Linked DNA regions of Mus musculus: region 1 is linked to region 2. The links are chromatin contacts, called in public HiChIP or PLAC-seq maps. All regions are on one chromosome and are shown on one strand. Each heading gives the region's core, a stretch centred on a gene start, on an enhancer-like site or on the middle of the called end of the contact. The rest is flanking DNA. Distances are from core to core; before and after follow the strand shown. Region 1 has its middle 8.9 kb from the start of Frat2. Region 2 overlaps Lcor (ligand dependent nuclear receptor corepressor).

Region 1 (3,817 bases), core at 127-2,626, 260 kb before region 2:
GTCTGCCTGCTGTGCTCCATGCTGTGATAATGGGTAGACCCCTCTGAAGCTGTAAGCTTCTATAAGAGTTGCCTTTGTCATGGTTGTCTCTTCACAGCAACAGGACACTCACTAAGACCTATAGGTTGAGCATGATGGTGTGTGCCTTTAATGCCATCACTCTGGAGGCAGAGGCAGGCAGACCTCTGTAAGTCTCAAGTAAGCATGAGATGCATGATGGGACCAGTTGTCCCCTCCCCCCAAATAATAAAATCAAATAAGAATTGTAGCTTGATGCTATATTCTCATACCAGAGCTGGGTTTGTGGGGTCAGCTCTGCAAATCTCAAATCAGAATTAAACAAGTTCTGGGCTCAGGAACAAGTCTAGTCAAAAGTGTGATTTCTTTTCCAACTTTTGAAAAATAAGTTTCTCTTTGTAGCCCTGGCTGTCCTGGAACTCACTCTGTAGACCAGGCAGGCTTTGACTTCACAGACATCTGCCTGCCTCTGTCTCCCAAATGCTGGAATTAAACGCATGTACCACCACACCCAGCAAAAATGTACTTTTTTACTAAGTAGTGAGAAGTGTAATGACCCAAGATACAATGATTACCCAGAACATACTCGGCTCTGCATTAAGCCAAAATCAGTGGTTAAAGCAATTAGGAAACAGAAAGGGGACTCCATAGATTGGAAGTATTGTCCTTGTGGTGGGACCTGCCTGTGGGGTGTGGCCTATTCCCCCACCCCAGCAGCCTGTTGGGGCCCAGCACCCACAGGGAGTAAGCAGGAAAGATCCTTCTCCCTGTGTGAACCAGGCTGAGTCTGTCCCTGCTGCAGGAAAGTGTTTCTGAGATTTAATTAGGCTCAGGCTCCTTCACACATGGCATGCCTGGATCAGATTTCTGAGCCCAGCTCTTCTGGCTCTTGCAAAGGAGACAGTCAGCTGCTTCTAGGGCCTGATAGGGAGAACTGATCCTCTAGCCTATAGGGTAATGTCCAAAGGGCAGCTTGGTTTTTCTATTTTTGTGATGTCACTCTGAAGACCTACACGTACCCTCTAGATCTCAGTGTTGAAAAAAATCACAATTCCAAAGAGCATGGGAAGCTCGGCTATCGGGCAGATGGGTTTGTGAATGGATCCAGGAGTGGCCTATACATCTATCTCTACAGCTCCTCAGCAGGTTGTGAACCTTTGAAGCCTTGCTCTTAACCAGATCTGCGACTACACTAGAGCTCTTGGACTTGAGACCACAGAGCAAATAAGCTTGTAAAATAACAAGGGATAGTTATCACCCTGAGCAGATTTTATACATCGTGTGTATTGATAGCGTCACTGTACAATCATTCTTATCTAAACATGCCCTCTTAATCATCCCAACTGCAAGTACTGCTCCTTCCAGGGAGGTGGGGCGCACTCAAAGCATACACCACAATCAGCCAGTGGTGACTCTGACATCTGGTATTCTGAAGACAATTCCCTGCCAAGAGGAGGACTGCCACATGGGCCACAAGTGTTCCCTTTCTTAGCACTTTACACAGGGCCTGGGATGTACAACCAGACACACCTGATCACTAGGGCTGGGTTGGAAACTCCCATATGGGGGCCAGAAGCAGCAGTTGCAACCCAGATTGGCACGGCTTTTACCTGGGGCAGTCACACACACCCTCCATCTCTGTGACTCCTACCACAGTAGATTGCATTCTGATTGTGGTTTAGGATTCCCACCTAGCAGTTTACTTAAGCTCCACCCGTCTCAAAGTCTGAGTGAGCTCCTGGTTTGAAGACTTATGGGGCCAGGCATGGGAGTTCAAGCTCATATCCTCACAACCTGCTACACTCAGCCCTGGAGAGAACTTGGTGGCACCAGGAGGTTGGGCTGTGAATCTGCAGATGCCACACCAGTATCTGTTCTTCCCCGTACTTACCTTGGGGGCTCTTTACTCTCCAAATGCGTCCCTAGCACAAGAGCCAACTCAGAACTGGTCTAGGTGAGGAGGTTGAGCACTGTGAGCTGCCTTGGCTGAGGTGAAGGGCAGGGCAGGCCAGCAAAGGGCAGGGCTGAGTGTACCCTTTCCCTTCCACCTTCTGGGAGGCAAACCTGCAGGATGCTCTTCATGTCTTTTCTTTCTTTCATGTTCTTTTTTTTCCCCCTCTCCATCCATCTCCCTTACTTCCATAAACACTTCTGCACTTGTTCAGAGTGAAGCACTTCCAACAAAAGTTGGGAGGCCGGCTGGAGAGATGGCTCAGAGGTTAAGAGCACTGACTGCTCTTCCGAGGGTCCAGAGTTCAATTCCCAGCACCCACATGGTAGCTCACAACTATAACTGTAGTCTCATGGGATCTGATACCCTCTTCTGGTGTGCAGACAAACATGCAAACAAAACACCCGCATGCATGCATACATACATACATTCATGCATACATACATACATACATCTTTTTTTTTAAAGCAGTTGAGGTGGAGGTAGATAAAGCAAACAAACCAACAATTCAGTGAAAACAGTGACCAGCGAGCAACTTCTGGGTGCAACAGTCTAGAGACTCAAGGCTAGCAGAGGAGCTATCAACACAGGGGTGAGGGTGGGGAAGAGAGAGGCTGAAATATCAACATGTGAGTGATAGAGTCATCACCTCTAAGGAGGATGGGGTGCCCGAAGTGAGAACTAGAGGAGGAACAACTAATAAGGCAGAAAAACCAGGGCACTGAAGAAATGGCTCAGTGGTTCAGGGTGTGCACTGTTCCTTTAAAGGATTCTAGTTTCCTTCCCAGCGCCTACATTGGACAGTTTACAACATGTAACTCTAGCTCCAGGGTATTCAACATCTCTGGTCTCCACGGACAGACAGACAGACACACACACTATAAAGGTTTTTATATTTTATAAAATAAAAGTATTATATAAAATTATAAACATAAATACAATGGTGAGCAATGGTGACACACACCTTTAATTCAGCAAAGGCAAGTTGATATGAGGCCAGCCTGGTCTACAAAGCCAGTTCCAGGATAGCCATGGCTACTGCACAGAGAAACCCTGTCTCTAAAAAAAAATAATAATAATAATGATAATAATAAAATGTAAGCTGGGTATAGTAGCACACACCTTTAATCCCAGCACTCAGGTGGCAGAGGCAGGCAAATCCGAGTTTGAGGTCAGCTTGGTCTAGCAGGAGATCCAGGGCTGATAGGGTTACAGAGAAACCCTGTCTTGAGCAAAACAAAACAACCAACCAACCAAATAGACAAACAGTAAAATATAACCTGGGCATGATGGTGCACACCTTTAATCCTAGCACGTGGGAGGCAGTGGTAGATGGGTCTCTGAGTTTGAGGCCAGCCTCATTCATACAAATTGAGTTCAAGGACAGCCAGAGCAACACAGAAAAACTCTGCCTTGAGAAAGCCAAATAAATAAATAAATAAATAAGCCTTTTTATTAGAGAGAGAGAGAAAGAGAGAGAGGAGAGAGAAGAAAGAGAAAGAAGTCAGAAAACCAGCCAGGAAAACATGATACCCTGGAGACTAGGTGAAGGTTACATTTCAGGAGAAGGTTGTCAGGAGCCAGTTAGGTCAGAAAAGTGAAGTATAAAAAGTAAGGGGAATCTGTGTACCTAGCAGTTCAGGCTAAACTTCTGACGAAAAGGAAGTAGAAGGAAATAAACACTCAAACAAAAGCTTGATGTTGAGCATGTGGCTCAGTAGTAGAACTGCTGCTTAGGAGACACAAGGCCCTGGGTCACAGAAGCCGGCATCAGATCCCCTGGAACTAGAGTTACAGAGGGTTGTGAGCCACCATGTGGGAGCTAGGAATGGTACTTCGGTCCTCCCC
Region 2 (3,816 bases), core at 617-3,116:
AAAAAAGGGTCATCATACCTTCTCACTTCTCCCGGAGAGGCTGTAGCCCCGGTCTGGGTGTGGGGGTGGAGTGGGGGTGTCTTTGTGGGCTGTAGGTGTGAGCATGCCCCCCGTTCAAGGCTGCTCCCATCTGGGAGTGTCATGTTCAGAGGGTGGCCCTATACCTATCACTGCCTATGTGGACACAGAGAGGAGCCTCTGGTGCTGATGAAGGCATTAGCCTCCTGTGACTTGAGAACTTGGCATCTCCTATCACAATGGCTCTCAGGCCAGGGAGACTCTGGGTTGGAAAGAGAGCCCAGCCCTGATCAACTGGTTAATTGTCATGACTGGGTATACATTTTGCCAAGGGCTAGGACTCCCATTTTCTTATGGCCCTGAGTTAGGGCCACAGTGCACAGACCCATAGCTCTCTAAGAGGACAGAGGCCCAAACCTCTAAGGCTTTAAACAACTCTGCACAGCATCTTACTCTTACTCCAAGCTTCCAGGTCACTGTGGTACCCTGGCAAACAGCTGAACCAGGCTGCAGAGGGCAGAATAGCTCAGACACGTAGCATGACGTCTCTTTCTAGAAATAAAGGTGTTCTGGCCTCCTTAGCTCTGTGCAAGTTTCCTTCCCCAGACACCATCGCTCCCTATTGGCCGGGAGAAGCCGGTCCCTGGGCATGAGAGGCATGGACTGGCAGGTGATGTCACCTTTCCCCCAAGGCCTTGAGATGGCAGCTTGAGAGGCTGACTCGATGGTTCTCAGAGAGCCATGAGCCCCAGGCTCAACTTTACCTTTGACTTATTCAGTACCTTGCCAGCCAAGGGCCCGGTCTACGGCTCCCATCACCTGCTCACACTCAGACTTGTAAGGTCAGGTAAGAGGGTGACTCTGAGACCAGTCCTTTGAGAAACCATCTCCATGTTCTGTTCCCCTTTGGTAAAGATCTTCAGTTTGCTTTGTGGTCATCACTGGCTATTTCCATTAGACGTGCACAGCAGAGACCCAGCAGGGCAAGCCCTCAAGGAGCTGGTTACGTGAGCAGCACTGCTCAGGGCCCTGTGGCGATGCTAAGGAATGGGAAAGGACATCTTTGTTTTCTCTTTGCCTGCTGTTAGCCTAACCGTGAAAGTATCTCTTTATACAGAATACTTACAGATTCTAATATATATTTGTATTTCATTTTGTTATAGTATTTTTATATGTTAAAGTCAACCTCCAGTGTCTTGTTTTGATTTTCAGATGCTCTGTGGTTGTGACCTTTTGTTTGGGGTTTCTGTAGTCGTTTGAGTCAACTCTTAGAAACTGGCTTCAAACAGTCCCTGAGGGAGCTGCACCTGTCCTTTCCCCAGAAGTATTGTTTTAGGATATGTCAGTATTGTCTGCTGTCTTCCATGTGAACATGACATTGATTCATGGACTTTCTGCCTGGTCTCTTTCTTCATCAAAACGAGCCTGCTGCTACCAGCATTGACCTTCCCAGGGTGGGAAGGCCCTGGGTTACCACACTGACCACAGTCATCACAGCCTGCTGGGATGTTTGCCAACCTTGATGTGGCAAGGCTTGTTCATCAGGAAGGAGAGGGGTGTGTGACAAACTGGGGAGGCTTACTCTCATTTCCTGCCAAGTGTTTAAGTCACACTAATATTTTCAGCATTTGCCTACAGAGCCACTCACACATTTAACCAGACTCCAAGGGTCTTGGAGCATCCAAGCGGCCGTAGAAAGCAGCATGTATTCTCAGATAATCAATCCTAGAAGGGGCGTGTGTCCAGGCCAGTAAAGGGAGCCCATACACCAGACCAGAACACTGCACATAGGAAATGACATGAGTAACAGGATCTAAGTTTCTAAGACAGGGACCCGCCCCCCATAGGTCACCAAAGGAAGGATGTGCCAAGCCCTCCTCCATTGAGGCCAGAGCCATGAACTGATCTCACATAGGGATGTAGTGATGTCAAAAGGCTCCATTCTAAGAGCACATGACCACCTTGAAAGGGCACGGGAATGGTAACTCTGGTGCCTTCACAATAGCTGAGAATTTGGAGAGGAAGGGCATGCTGGAGAGCATGGTAGAGGAGAGCAAGTGAAACCCTGTAGGTCACAGGCTCAAGTGTATGGGGGAGAGGTAAGCCAGTGGTCAGCGCAACTTGGCCCATCATTTCTATTGCCACATCAGATTAAAGCAGTAGGTACCAACAGGGGCAAGTGGAAACAGTCACCGCTGGAGACTACGGCACATGAAGAACATTTTCCAGTCTATTTGTACCAGCTGGTTTTCACCATGACCTAAATTTCTTAGCTTCAAACAAAACACCAGAAACCAAAAACAAACCAAAAATAAAACACCCCCCCACAACAAAACTAGAGACCCCAATTTTTTGAGTGAAAAACTTATAGTTTTAAACTATTTTTTTAAATCCTGGGTTAAGTTGGGTGTGGTGGCGCACACCTTTAGTCCCAGCACTCGGGAGGCAGAGGCAGGAGGATTTCTGAGTTCAAGGCCAGCCTGGTCTACAAAGTGAGTTCCAGGACAGCCAGAGCTATACAGAGAAATCCTGTCTAGAAAAAAAAAATCCTGGGTTAAATAAACACATCTGTAGATTGGAAATTTACAACTTCATCGTTAAAGCAAACCCCGGGGTTGCTGGACAGTCACTATCAATTCCGTGAATATCCAGGATTGGTTCCCCATGGGTCTCCTGGGTCAACCATGACTTTGAACAGACTCACTTCCAGCAGATCCAACAAGTCAGATCGCAGAAGTCGTTCTGGCAAGTGCGAGGTTTGTTTTCTGTCACATTCCTGCTGGGGTCACAGAAGTGGACAGCACTTGGCTGGCTGGCTTGTCCCCTCCCTTCAGGTTGCACATCCACCTTTCCTGCCCCGTCCAGTGACTCCCACGATGCTTCCATTATATTTATATCCGTCCCCTGAGTAAGGTATAGCTCAGAGGGTCATTAATCGTTTAGGGTAGTGCCCAGCCCCATGGCTGACAGTCTGCTTTCAGCCACACACTAGTGAGGCAGGGGACTGTGCTGTACTGTCCCCTCCCCATCTGCAGTGACTACACAAACACACTTTAATATCAAAGAACTTTAATATGCTGCAATAAAATAAGCGCCTTGAAAAAGCTCACAGATGTCAAGGTTAGAGAAATCCCTCCCACACACCCTCTAGTTCCACACCCCTCCCCTCAAAACCAAACCAGAAAATCCTTCCAAGCCTGGACGTCGGTGTGGGCCCCCTTTATCAAGAACAAAAACACAGTTATCTATGTGGTCCATAGGAAAGCAAAACACAGAAGCCAGAAAGTCTACGAGATTCCAATATTTAAGAGACTTGGTACATACTCAAAGTTAAAATAACTCCAACTTTTATAGCTATACATACTGTTTTAAAGCAACTTAATATATTTTTAAATTTCATATATACACTCTCAAAGGTTCTTCAGGTGAGGTATGTAAACATTGTCTAATGAAAATTTTTCAATGTTTCAAACCAACAAATTCACAGCATACATTGAATTTCATCCATTAAAGACACAGTATTTTCCTACACTCACTAACAGTGGAATCCAGGCCCAGAGGCACGTGCTGTCCGGCCAGTGGCCATTTGCAGAGTCTTTTCGCTCCACTAGTCTGAAAGGCGCTGGGGTAAGGGAGGGTGGACCCTCCAGAGGCCCCGCCCTTGGGCTCCTGGAGCACTGGCTACGACTCACAAGACAGCAAAAAAGGAGCACATCCAAACACCTACAAGATTGACCTTGGCAACGCCACCGGGAGGGACCAGTAAAAACTTAAGGAACAGTGGAGACTCAGCTCCCT

What was found. HiChIP or PLAC-seq counts read pairs in DNA pulled down with a chosen protein or histone mark.
Region 1: a contact with region 2 is called in a FOXA1 HiChIP or PLAC-seq map of pancreatic cancer cells. The contact joins two enhancer-like sites. A contact is called at or near these places in 3 of 39 promoter capture datasets (cranial neural crest, hippocampal neurons and liver) and 2 of 115 datasets of contacts at active chromatin or transcription factors (forebrain and pancreatic cancer cells).

The regions. Positions count from the first base shown.
Region 1 is chr19:41,855,165-41,858,981 of GRCm38.p6, reverse strand. No RefSeq gene overlaps it. Among named protein-coding and RNA genes, the nearest start is that of Frat2, 8.9 kb to the right of the region's middle. Within about 2 kb of position 1,376, at least 46 of the 459 cell types and tissues checked have an H3K27ac peak or open chromatin away from gene starts, as enhancers often do. A contact at or near this core is called in pancreatic cancer cells, where this site is marked.
Region 2 is chr19:41,595,416-41,599,231 of GRCm38.p6, reverse strand. It overlaps Lcor (ligand dependent nuclear receptor corepressor), which reads right to left. Exons shown (of 8, transcript NM_001370767.1): 8 at 3,071-3,816. It also overlaps a transcript of Slit1 not described here. Among named protein-coding and RNA genes, the nearest start is that of Gm52407, 6.7 kb to the left of the region's middle. Within about 2 kb of position 1,866, at least 100 of the 459 cell types and tissues checked have an H3K27ac peak or open chromatin away from gene starts, as enhancers often do. A contact at or near this core is called in pancreatic cancer cells, where this site is marked.